Regions from separate parts of the Zea mays genome. Here regions 1 and 3 are each linked to region 2. A link is a contact called in public Hi-C data. All regions are on one chromosome and are shown on one strand. Each heading gives the region's core, a stretch centred on a gene start, on an enhancer-like site or on the middle of the called end of the contact. The rest is flanking DNA. Distances are from core to core; before and after follow the strand shown.

Evidence for each region. Hi-C and Micro-C count contacts between places; a contact is called where the count stands out from the background.
Region 1: a Hi-C map of bundle sheath shows a contact between it and region 2, with 2.1 times the contacts expected there. The contact joins the promoter of LOC103652578 here to the promoter of LOC103651472 in region 2. A contact is called at or near these places in 2 of 25 Hi-C or Micro-C datasets (bundle sheath and tassel).
Region 3: a Hi-C map of leaf shows a contact between it and region 2, with 2.8 times the contacts expected there. The contact joins the promoter of LOC100280543 here to the promoter of LOC103651472 in region 2. A contact is called at or near these places in 2 of 25 Hi-C or Micro-C datasets (ear and leaf).

What each region holds. Positions count from the first base shown.
Region 1 is chr3:223,194,382-223,198,634 of Zm-B73-REFERENCE-NAM-5.0, reverse strand. It overlaps LOC103652578 (protein TOO MANY MOUTHS), which reads right to left and starts at 2,420. Exons shown (of 1, transcript XM_008678130.4): 1 at 800-2,420. The coding sequence starts at 2,403. The coding sequence ends at 883.
Region 2 is chr3:222,984,542-222,989,115 of Zm-B73-REFERENCE-NAM-5.0, reverse strand. LOC103651472 (WRKY transcription factor 22) reads right to left here and starts at 2,789. Exons shown (of 3, transcript XM_008677101.3): 1 at 1,682-2,789; 2 at 1,428-1,553; 3 at 324-976. The coding sequence starts at 2,139. The coding sequence ends at 523. It overlaps LOC100282745, which reads left to right. Exons shown (of 10, transcript NM_001155651.2): 10 at 1-81.
Region 3 is chr3:222,798,437-222,802,565 of Zm-B73-REFERENCE-NAM-5.0, reverse strand. It overlaps LOC100280543 (ovate protein), which reads right to left and starts at 1,338. Exons shown (of 1, transcript NM_001153462.2): 1 at 1-1,338. The coding sequence starts at 1,255.

The DNA of each region.
Region 1 (4,253 bases), core at 1,171-3,670, 210 kb before region 2:
CCTTTTTCTGAATTTACTTTCCTCTTTGTTTTTATAATTCAAATTTGAATTCAATCAAATTGTAAGATTATACTCATTTTAAATGTACACATTGAACCTAATAATATAAAAGGTCCAATTATTTTTATATCTATTTCTTTATTATTTTTTATATAACATTTTCCTTCTCTTCTCTAACCTCTAATTTGCAAACTAGGCTTAAATTCCCGAGTTTTGGTATTAATATATTACTTTTATATTGTCACAGAATGCACACAAAATAAAATTCCAGCATGATGCATAATTTAGTGGCATATCATTTATTAATTATTTGTTTTTACATATGATATTCACATGTGATGATAAGTATAGATCACAAAATATTGGGCTCTCCTCTATTTTCACTATTTACATTTTTGGGTATTACATTAAACAAAGCTTCATATTTTGAGTGATCTTCCTTATGATAGACGCTCCCAAGGTCCATATTTTGAGCGATCTTCCTTATGATAGACGCTCCCAAGGTATTAATGACAACCACTAGTTTTCTTCTATAAAAAAATCATTGCAAATAAAGAGGTCAGTTTGGATGACAATGAACTAATTTTCTCTCGAATTAACAAAGCCTCAAATAGGATTTTCCCCCTAACAGCATGTCTCGTGAAATTTAGCACGGGGAATTCTTGGAGCCCTAATTAGTAATTAAATTGTAGAAATGTGCGGAGTATCTTGCTAAGATAGACGGGATAGAGAGGTTGGCTTCAAAATAATTTAGTAATTTGGAACGTAGGACGGTAGGAGTAAGACAAAATTCTTATTCGCTTCTTACTGTCCTCTTCATAAAACAATGCACTGAGCTCTCTTTACAACCACACTGTTCAGGTCCCGGAATCACCACTTGGCCTACTTACAATTACAGGCTACGAACCATGCAAGGTGCAGACACACGAACACAAGCCAAGTCTCCACACGAGTACCGCCACCGGAGTTACGGCTGGCGGAAGCAGCCGATGAGGTCACGGTGTACACGCCGCCGCCGCGGCTAACTACAGTACTATTGCTCCAAACCAAGTGCTGCGTCGTGCGACTCCTCACGCTGTCACAGTCCGCGACGCCGGCGAGCGCAACGACGCCCTCGAGGCCTTGTTGCTTGGTGTCATAGCACAGCCCCTCGTTGGAGCCGACGCGCAGCTTCTTGCCCAGCCTCCACATCATCTCCTTGCCGAACGGTATCGGCCCCACCAGCCGGTTGCCGTCCACGCGGAGCTCGCTCACCCTCTCCAGCCTCCGGAAGCTCGCCGGTATTACGCCGGTGAACTGGTTATTGTCCAGCCTCAGCACCCGAAGCTCGCTCAGCTCCCCGATGGACTCAGGGATCGCCCCGGCCAAGCCCATTCCGGAGAGCACCAGCGTGGTCAGCGCCTTGAGCCCAGCGAAGAAGTCGTCGGGCAGAGTCGAGAACTGCATCCGGTTGTCGCTGAGGATGAGGGACCGCAGCGACGCCAGCCGGCTGAGCGCGGCCGGGATCGGGCCGGACAGCGCGTTGTGGCTGAGGTCCAGCAGCATGAGTTGGGACAAGTCGCCGAGCGCGTCAGGGATCGTGCCGGTGAGGCGGTTCTGGCTGAGGTCAATCTTCAGCAGAGAGCGGCATTGGCCGAGGCTCCACGGCACGCCACCCTGGAGCGCGTTGTGGCTGAGGTCCAGGATGCTGAGGCGCGGGAACTCGAAGCGCGGCACCGGGCCGGCGAGACGGTTGTAGCTGAGGTCGAGCAGCTGGAGGTGGCTCAGGGACTGGAGGGTGGCCGGCACGGCGGAGGTGAGCTGGTTGCCGTGGAGGTCGAGCACGCGCAGCTCCTTGAGGTTCCCGAGCTCCGCGGGGATCGGGCCGACGTGGCCGTTCTGTCGGAGCACGAGGGAGCGGAACGCGGGGCCGAGGCGGCCGAGCAATGCCGCGACGGGCTGCGGGTTGCCCGTGAAGCAGCGGTAGAAGAAGAGGGAGCGGAGGTGCGGGAGCGCGAGCACGGCGGGCGAGAGCGTGGCGCTCGCCGCCTCGCACGCGGGGAAGGCCGTGTCGTCGGAGAGCGCGCCGAAGGCCAGCGACACGACGTGGTAGGTGTCGCGGCGGTCGGGCACGCACTCGATGCCGTGCCAGCGGCCCCGGCACACGTCCGGGATGGCCCACGCCCAGCCGTTGCCCGTGGCCGCCATCACCTCCTGCACGGCGCGCTGCTCGGCCGGGTCGGTGCGCGCCCGGTCCGAGAACCCCGTCTGCGGCGCGTCCACCAGCGCCGCTGCCGACGTGTCCGGCACCACCACCGTGAACTCGCCGCGGCAGCGCGGAGGCGGCCGGACGCCGACGGCCAGCACCACCGCCAGGACCGCGATCCACGACCACCACGCAGACGCAGGAAGCACCGGAGCCATCGCCAAACGTGCGTAAAAAGTTGCAGCCAGGCGCACGTACAGTCAGAATGGCGCGCGCCGCAGGTTTTATAGTGTCAGAGGGGCAGAGAGACGCGACGCGGAGTGGGCATTGAATTCAGAGCCGGCCCAGTGATAAATGCTGCTCACGGGATGGGGGAGAAGGGGAGTGAATGAACTGAGTGAGGATTTGCCTGCATTCAATTGGCTTCACGGGAAATCGGGACGAAACAATACTCTGGTTCCTTCGTCATCGTAAATGGCATGGGACGCCATATGCCATCGAGCATCACTGGAGCATTCTGAAGTTTGGCTGAAGAGTACTAAAGAGGATCAACTGGCAGCTTTGCTTTGCTCCAAGCCTCCAAGAGGGCTCTTACGGTCTGGATTGGCTGATACGGCCTTGCAATCTGAAGTTGATCTGCCCAAGACTCCGAGGTGATGCTGAGCCCTGAGCACCGTGTCATGACCAAAGTGTCAGTTTCTATTCTATGGAGCACTTGTGCCGCCGTGCACAGTACTTACTGGCTCCAAGAAGGGTCAGGACTGAAACAAATTTGTACCGTCGACTGAAACAGATTTATACTCCATACTCACGGTGCCACTAGTGGCATACTGTCGCTGCTTTATGGACATTTTTGTCAGGCTGTCACTGCTTTGATGCTGCAAGGTGGACGTTTTTTTTTTTTTTTTTTTTTGCCTCCTCGCGTTATGGACATTTTTCCAGAGTGTCGTTAAACTACAAACGTTATTAGTACAGGGACATTTAAAGAATAAGGATGCGGATTTACGAAGATTCCAAAAAGAATCCCAGAATGCAGATTTTATTTAAAAGCCGCGAAAAAAGGCTTCTAGCTTAGTTAGTTAGTGGATTCGAGAGGAGACTTTTTTTCGATCTTCATCAAAATGTGCTGTTGTTAATGACAGGAGGCTGTCCCTCCCTCCCTCGACCACAGGTCCACAGGCCAATTTTTTCCTGTCATTTTCCAGCTTTCCTCCGAGCTCTACAGTGTACAAACCAATAAATTTACCAGTTGAACTTGTTCGGTTATTTTCATTCCACATGAATTGAACTGATCTAGAAAGAATTAGAAGAGATTTTGACTTGTTATAGATTCAAACCCAATCATCTAGCTAAATCTACATGTTACAAAAGACGAGCAAAAGTACAAATTTTCCAGCCCATGGGCCTCCACCTGCGCTATATTCACCAAAGTCCAAAGAGGGCTCAGTTACGGACTCGAAACAAGGCCCAGAGGGCAGAGGCCTCCTGGTCATAAGTGCAGTAAACTCTGACCAAGCACGATTCAGGTAAGAACGCGTTGCATGCACTTGAAGCGAGATCTCTCGTTTGAACATTGTAAGTAGTACGGGTAATATGGACCGGGCTTTTTGGGTCAGTATGAGCACGACCCGAAAACATGAGCCCAAAGTACATGCCGGCACGAAATAATACGGGTCAGACTAGCACGGTCTGAAGGCGGCCTGAAAGAAACCTCAAATTTTGACACGCCGGGCCCTCGACACGGTCCGTATAGATGGACCGGGCTTGGCCCGACATGGCCCAATAAAGTCCAAGTTATTTAATTTATTTAATTTATTAAGCTACCGACTTTATATTGTTGCGATATTTAAAGTTTATGTGATTAAATGATGCTATTATTGTTTAATATCTTTAGTTTAGTAAGCTATGGACTTTATGTAGTTGTAATATTTTGATTTTATGTGGTCAAATACATGAGCCGGCCTTAGGCCGACACGCCCATATCGTTAACTGGAAATTAGGCATGAGCTTTGTCGCATCCATATCCTAGCTATCGGCAACCTACAGTCATGGTCGACGAACGACAGGA
Region 2 (4,574 bases), core at 1,540-4,039:
GGAACCATCTGTGGTATCAAAGACAGCAAACTATAATGTATGGAATGCCTATTCTTTTTGGTCTAAGATGTTTTTCTTGTCAGCGTAGTGTGATCTTCACAACTGAATAATAGAAACTATGCAGGGACCTATGTTACAGTGGTCCACCGTTGGCACAGTTGCATTTGCGTCTCTTTGGTGGATGAATTGAATTTATGGGAAAATTGATTTCTACCTGGCATTTATGCATCGGCGTTTTACTTGGTTTCAGGTTTCAGGTATGTTGCCTGGTTCATGCGCTCAATACAGCCAGGTGGCACCTGAATTATAGGAGTACATGTACAAAACTCAATGCGCACCGACTTCTCGGAGATTACGCAAGCACGATATACAACGGAAATTCATCAGCCCGTTAGTTTTCGGGGTCCTGTTTGTCAGAAACACGCACAAAAAAGACGCCTATACATAGAATCTCTTCGAGGCGAGGTCTTTTCGTCCTCCATTGCCATTGAAGGTTCTGATTTCTGGCGTTACAGCGCCCACCTAGAGGGAGAGCCGGCGTCCCAGTACGCCATCTTCCGCCTCGATGACCTGCTCGAAATCGAAGTCGTCGTCGACGGGCGCCAAGAGCTCGTCCAGGTCCAGCCCCTCAGGCCAGAACTCGCTGTCGTCGTCGACGGCCGCTATCTCCTCGCCGCCAATCTCCCCGGCCACCGTTGACGTCTCGCTGCTGCCATGCTCGCGGTCGCCGGTGCCACGGCCGGCCGCCTGTCCACCATGCTCGTGGCTCTTGGGAGAGGAGGCCGCGCTGTGCTCGGCGGCCGCGCCGGACGACGGCTTGTGGCGAGTGGTGCCCGCGAGCGCGTTGAGCTGCGTGGGCACGGGGTGGCAGTGCTCCGCCATGTAGGTGACGATGAGCACCCCGGGCTTCGCTGGGCTGCGCTCCACCAGCTTCCGCGCCATGCACCCCTTCATGCTGCTGCACTTGTAGTACCCCCTGCGGCCACAGATCAATTCCCATCGCAACAGTCGCGTTAGTTCGCTGAGCGTGCGGGCCAGCAGCCACAGGGTCAACTGCAAGCACGCAGTACGGCTATCGAATTACAGTATCTTGTACGTAGTACTGTACTGCAAAAAGCTTGATTGGTGATGTCCAAGTGGCTTTGGCGTCTCGCTCTTGTGGCTGAATTATCAAAGCTCCTAATTACACTAGCTAGGCTAGGACACCTATGCGAAGCCTCAAGGATGGCATGCATGCCATCCCTTTCTTCTTGTTTCCTTAAAGAAAAGGTGCCTTCTTGTTTCCTTAAGAAAAGGTGGCAATAATTAAGGTGTTGGGAGTGATTGAGTCAACGTTCGACGATAAGGCCACCTATACCAGCTAGCTAGTAGCAGGCAGTGAGTGCAACGCGTGGAAAGCATGTTAAGGCGAGGTCAAAGGTAGTTACCGCGGATAAGGCGAGCCCTTGATGGGCTTTTGGCCATACTTGCGCCACGCCCACGGGTCCGACGACGACGAGCCGCCGTCGGCCGCCGGCATCTCCCGCACCACCTTCTTCAGCTGGCTCTTCTTGCTGCCATACCACAACCAGGGAAGAAAAAAAAGAAGAGAAAAGCAATAAGCCATCATATCATCGCACCACCTTCTTCAGCTGGTTCTACTACTACCGTTCTATGCTGCACGGGACGACCGGTACGGTACCTTCTTTTAGGCCGCGAAGTGCGCGCGCCGGGCTTCCGGCCTGGCGGCGACGCCCTCTGCTGCGTCCCGGACGTGGACGCCGCCGCCGCCGCGGGGAAAGAGATCATCACCTCGCGCTCGCGCCCGCCGGCCCCCGCCCGCGGCCCCGGCGACGGCGACGGCGACGGCGCGGCCGGCAGCAGGAACGGCCTGTGGTCCAAGTCCAGGTACTCCAGGTCGTACAGGAGCGCCGCGGCCTTAGCCGCGGGCGGCGACGCCCGTCCCTGTCGCCGGACAGGCACCGTCGTCGGCGTGGCACGGGCGGCGGGCGCCTCGTCTCGCCGCGGCGCGGGCACCGGCTCCGGCGCTGCGTCTGGCTGATCCGCCCTCGGCGCCGCGGCGGCGGGCTCCGGGTGCGCCACGCTGCCGCAGCTCCTGACGACGGCCTGCAGGTCCCAGTCGTTGAAGTGCTCCGCCATGAGCAGCGGCTAGCATAGCACGCCGCGCATGAACCACGACGGGCGGTCTCTCGAGCGGCCTTTGGCGAGGCGGAGGGCCGGCCGGGACGCGTGCGTGCTGCTCGCTCCTTGCTCCTGGGGGGGACTGGCGGGCAGGGAGAAGGGGGTGGGGTTGACTTTTGGCAGTGCGAGTCCAGCAGGGCCCCGCATATATACGCGTATGAGAACGCCGAGTATTTGGAGACGCGGCACGGCGCGGGCTCTACTCTACCGGCAGCGCAGCGCAGGCCCGATCTCTGCGATGGGATGCGATGCGGTGCGAGGTCAACCCGCTGCAAAGTGGTGGGCACGGCGGCAGGGATTGAAAAAAGGAGAGAGATCGCGCACGGATTTGCATCCCCTAGGCGAGGGAATAGCTGGGATGGGATGCTACTGCTGCTGCAGTGTCGCCAAGTACACTTGTCAAGAGGGAGCGGTGCCGGGGCCAGGGGCCCACGTCTGTCGATGTCGTCGTCGTCGTGCATAGCTTAGGCTTGGCTTTTTCGTGTTGTTCGCTTTGACTCTGCTCCAAATGTCAAAAGGGAGAGGAGAGAGAGAGAGATAGAGATGTGCTGGAAGATTCGAGCCCTCTGTCGCCCGTGGCATAAAGAAGCCTGCAGTGCAGGCTGAGGCGTGGGAATAAACCGGAATTTATAATACGGTGATGATGGTGAATCGTTTTTTTACACACTTGGACCCTTTTTTTTAATTTATATGTACGTTATTTCGGTCCCTCCCTCAGGCAGTATCGGGGCCGCGATTGACTAGTAGGCAGGCGTCAGTTTATTCTTGTTCCGATCTGACCCTGCGCAAATGTCAAAGGGCAGGCAGAGACATTGTTGCTGCGTGGGGGCCAGGCGGTCAGGCCAATCGACGCGGCGGTGAGTGGTAAAAGCGTGAGGCGCTTTTGGACACGACAACGACGCGCGCGCCAGACGCGCGAGAGCATTGTTGCTGTCTTGCTCTTGCCGCCGTGCGCGTGCCGTCGATGCCGGGGCCGGGACCTGGAGACCGCATGCTTTATTTGTGCCGGCCGCGGCGGCGACGACGACGACGACGACGACCGAGATCGGTATCCCCGCTTTTCTCGAACGGTCGGTCCACTGCAGGTGCCCCATGCCACGACAGCAGCAGCAGCAGCAGGAGCAGCGAGCCACGCACGCAAGTAGGCACGCGAGTGCGGCGGGTTTTTGGATAAGTTTGGTGTGCCGAATGCATTAGCCGAGGCGGTGCGTGCGGTCCGGCCTGTCCGCGTTATATCGCTCCAGCTTGTTAGGTCTGGGCGTGCTCCAGCTCCGCAGGCGCGCGCCACTGCAACGAATCGATCGATAATGGATGGATGGTTGACACGTGACTGCGTTTGTCGCGATCGGCTACCTGACTTCGGTTGAAGCAACCGACTGCAGGTCCAGGTCCAGGTCCGGTCCATACGCACCTTTTTTTTTTCAAATGGCTGCCTAGTTTGTTGAATTGTGTGTACACTGGTAGGTGTCAAGCTTCCCGGCCGGTATTTGTATTCTTTCTCTCTCTTCTTTTCTTTTTACAACGATTTTATTCTTCTTCCAAGGACATGGCCAACAACGTGGGGGCGGTTTTGGTTACGGTCTTCGACACAGATTATTGCCTGGCTTCTACCATTTTCTTAATTACAAATGTTTTGGATGGAAACCAGTTCAAATATCTGATTATCAGTCGGTGCCCATATATGCTGATGGAGCCCGTTATATGAAATTACTATACGAACGGTTCAAGAAAACAACGTGTCTACGTCCTTGTCTCTCGCCTCTCAGAATTCCAAACATCAACTCAACCGCGCGCGCCTGTCCCGGCCCGCCCTTTCAAATTTAACCCGAACCTAGGAGTTTCTCTCCATGCAAACGCTTTGTCACCCTAAGGGCTAATTTAAAACCATTGTCTTATAATATACTTTGCAATTGTTATGATAATTGACCAGCTCTAAGAATACTATCTATTGTTTGCATACACTACTGTAAACCATGACCATGTCATGCAAACTTTAGTTTCGAGTGGAATTTTCAATAAAAAAATATCATAGTATTTACAATACTATACTTTTGAAAACCTAGTTTTTTTTAAAAAAAAATGCAACTAAACACCTCAAGACATAAAATACTCTGTATTTCTATAAACCATGGCATTACCTAGAAACCATAAAAATATTGTACTTCCAAACAAGTCCTAAGGAGATGTTGGGGACTGCTCACCTAGATAGACCGGTGGCGATTAGAAGTTCAGTGGTCACCTAGAGAGCCGTGGGTGAATCCACTTGATGTGAACACGATTATGGTTGGTTCACCATGCTAGAGTGACAAAGAATTAGTCCACAGAGAGCACCTGGTCCTTGCATGGTTTAATGGGGAGCCACACCCTTGCGTGGGTGGTCCAATGAGAACTGG
Region 3 (4,129 bases), core at 89-2,588, 190 kb after region 2:
AGACGTCCTCGAAGGCAGCGAGGATGGCCGGGTGGTGGCGCGGCGAGTTGAGCGAGAGGTACGAGCCCAGGAGCTCCTCCATCTTCCCCACGCTGGCGATGCGCCGCTCCACCACCATCTCCACCATGGAGCTGCGGAAGTCCAGGTAAGGGTTGCTGGAGCGCTTCACCACAGCCATGCCCGCGCCGGCGGCGATGGCCTCCTCCTCCTCCTCCTCCGCGGCAGCGGCCGCGCCCAGCATCGTCATCGTCAGCTTCTTGGCGTTATTGAGACCCTTGTCTTCCTTGCTCCTCTCGCTGCGCTCCGTAGTGCGCCTCGTCGTCTCCACGGACACCAGCGGCCGGAAGGCGTCGGGCGGTGCTGCCGGGTCGCCGCCGCTGGATCTCGACAGCGCACGCCGTGGCGCGCGCGCGCGGCGGCCGCGACGACGACTCGCCGTGTTCCTGTGGCTCCTCCTGCTGGCGTTGCCGTTGCCGCTGCGGCCGCCGTTGGTGCGGTAGAACTCGGATGATGTGGGGTCGGACGAGAAGCTGAGGGACGAGAAGAGCGTCCGCATGTCGGCCGCCTGGCCGCCGGCCTCGTCGTCGCTGCCGCTGAACGGCGCGAGCTCGTCGTCCGTCGCGGTGGCGGACGACCGCGACGACGACGACCAGCTGTAGGGCGTGGGCGTGCTGCTGGGCCGGCGCGCGCGGGCGCGGCCCCAGGAGGAGGAGGAGGACGAGCAGTGCCGCCTCGACGCCGACGGAGACGACCGCGCCGTCGTCAGCTTGCTCCTGCCGCCGCCGCCCTTGCTCTGCTTCGTGCCGCCGACGACGTCCCTCGCCGGCACCTGTTCCGACAAGAGGTGCTGCAGAAGCGGCGCGTCGGAGTGGGCGGAGCGGCGGCCGGAGGCGGCCCCGCCCGTGCAGTCCACGGAGATGTGTACGAGCGACGCGCTGCGGGTGCGGCTGCGGCGCGGGCGTGTCCCGCGGTCGGCCTTGGGGCGCTCGTAGTCGTAGGTGCAGGGCGTGCAGAAGTACGGGGAGGGCGGCGCTTCCGGCTCCGGGTGAGATGAGGAGGCGGCGGTGTGGGCGTTGTTGGTCTTGGCGAGGCTGACGAAGGCCGTGGCCGTGGCCGTGCCGCCCGAGCTGGCGGCAGCGGCGTTATTGGTGGTGCAGGTGGAGCGCGTGAGGATCCTTGCCAGGCGCTGCTTGAGCCGTCCGGCGGCGCTGTCCCGGCGGTACTGGGGGCTCTTGTCCACGAAGGGCGTGCGCATTGTGGCGAGCGTGTGCTTGCTAGAAAGGCTGTGGTGGTGGTGGCTTCAGTGTGTGGGAGGAATTGGTCAATGGTGGATTGATGTGAACGTGTGTATTGTCTTCGGCAGCCTCTTGGTTCCCCTTAATAAGCGTGTTCTATGCTAGCCATAGGGGTACGTATGTGCACGGGCTGCGAGTCTGAAGCAAGTTGCGCCCGCAAACGTACAGGCTGTGCAGGCACTATCTCGTCTCGTGTGCTGTGTGCATGGAGCCGGCAATGCATAACATGCTTGCTGCCGTCGATGGCGGATCAGCCGTACGATCGTGTTAGGTGAGCGTACGTGGCCTGCTGGGTGCATGCATGCATGGATGATGGACACTTGATCGCAGAGCACTGCGGCGCCACGTCGGTCGGTGCAGAGAACAATCGCAAGGCAACGAGGGAGGGGCGGTACGGTGGCCGACGACGTCGTGTGCTTGTGTCAGGCAGGCACTGAGGCCCCAGGCCAGGGCCAGGCCGCCTGGTCGAGCCGAGCCCGAGCGGTCCTCCCGCCGCTGGAGCTGTCCTGCCGCCGCGACGTGCCGTGTCGGCCGGGGTGGTGGCCCCCGTTGACCACTCCGCTGCTGCCGCGCCGGGCCGTGGTCGTGGCAAGAGGGAGACGAAAAGATGCTTTCGAAGCTCTGAAGTGTTTTCGGCATCTTTTCGTTGATCAAGAGCCCTGCCTGCGGGCTGCGCGCACGGCACCAATGCAAAAACATTCTATCCGGTCTAGGAGTGTGCGTACTGTACTATGTCCGTTCGTCCATCGACCGTCGTCCCTCGCTCCGATTTCAAACAAAAGCGCATGCATCAGGACGACGACGACGACGACGACGGAACAAAACCCCAACGGCCTAATTCCGCTCGGACCTAGGCGATCCTTCCGCCACACATGATTAGGAGGTTAGCGGAATGTAGCACCGCAGCTCGGTTTTTTGCAGAATCGTATGCGCCCGCGCTGAATGGCTAGCTTCTCGCGGTAACACGCCAAGATGTTAGTAGTAGAATGCCGGCTTTAGGTGTAAACCCGCGCGCGCGACGCGAATACAAACAAAGGCAAAATCCGAGGCCGGGGGCACGGCATAATTAGCTCTGGTTTTATTTATTGATTATTAGGAGAGTCCTTTGTTGGTTTCTCGGTTGTCTCGGTATGTCACAGGCTGAGCTTAGGTGATGGAAAGATGCCCCCCTCTCCCTACGACTACCAACCCATATACCCACCCATCCATCCATGGAACGACGACTGACTCTAGTTTTAACTTGCCAGCACACGCTGTGTTCTTCGGCTTCACTGACATGTGCTGTGGGTGGGGCGTGTAACTACCGTTTGCAGAGCGATCTCTGGTAGGAGCATGTAACTAGCGTGCGTACGTGACGCTGTCATGCCTAGCTGCTCCTTGGCCAGCAAACGTACTACACACCGGAGTATACGCCAAATCGACATCTACTGTATCAGTCAGTCAGTCAGTTTCATCATGCGAGACGCCGGTCCTGGTCATCCTCATCATCCTCATGCAATGCATGCACCGTGGACGGACCGTCCAAACGAAAGACCGCAGCCAGCGCGGTCCAGACGGATCCCTGCCCCCCTGCCAGCAGAGAGACGCGTACGCCAAGGCTTCGACGAACCGTCCTCGGATTCTTACACCTTTCTCAGTTGCTCTGCACCACGCCAGGAATGGATGGATGGCCTTGCATTGCGACTGATTTGGGTGCGAAAGTAATCATGCATGTCACGCCACAGGAGTGTACGTACGTACGTACGTATGTATCATCCATCCAATCCAATCTAATCGGTCTCGATCGGATGCACTCGACAGCATGAAATGAGTGCAGGAGCCTACGCCATCTGTCAGGTACTACACGTACGTATAGACGCACGTGATCTCCATCGCAAGGCGATGCTTGCCTGATCGCGAACAAAACTCTGGTCCTGCACTGGAAAATCAACGTCGGCGCCGCTAATACACCCCCCCCCCCCCCCCCCCCCCCCCCCCCCCCTGATTTGAAGGGGGCTCCAGCTGTACATACACTGCTGCGTCTCTCTGCATCCAATCTCTCCTCGTCATTATTGCAAACAACCTTTTGGTTTTGCTTTCCCCTCACCACACTTAGATTCTATAAGGATCTGCTTAGAAGCACCACTCTTTTTTTTTTAAGAAAACTAGTTTACACAAACCAGAGCGGTTCCAAACTCACCGGTCTATGTCTGAGTTTATAGAAACCGGATTTCCAGTTTCTTAAAAACTAATAAGCTATTTTCACTAGCTACAACCAAACACACCGGTCTATTCGCTTTACCTTGAGTTTGCAGCAGCAGCAGCATGCGACAACGTATGTGTAGAAGAAAATTTAAAAAAAATGATATAATATATGGTAGTGGGTATATGGTTTACATGTGGGGTAAAAATGACTGCGGAGAATTATATTATAGAGTAAAAAAATTACTGACAAGGACAAAATATTCCTTTTAGAGTTGTATGAGTGTTGACAACATAAGGCTATCCGCACTCGTCCTACTCCAAATTCCTAGTCTAAAAAGAATATTCTGTCCTAATCATCAACATTTTGACCAAACTCCCACATCTACAACTACTCTATATCTCAATCCTATACAAACTACCACATTTTTTACCAATACATACCAAACACGCCCACCACCCACCTCCCTTGACTTTGTCCTGGCTATGGCGCAATAAGATGGACAGTGCCACCATTGAAGAGAGAGCGCAACGGCGTACAGCAACGGCGTAGACCGACATCAACTTTACATTTGGGGTCGTAGAGGACCTACTAGAGGATGCAATAGGGCATCTAGTACACCGGTGCAGCACTATTTATTATAAAATATTAT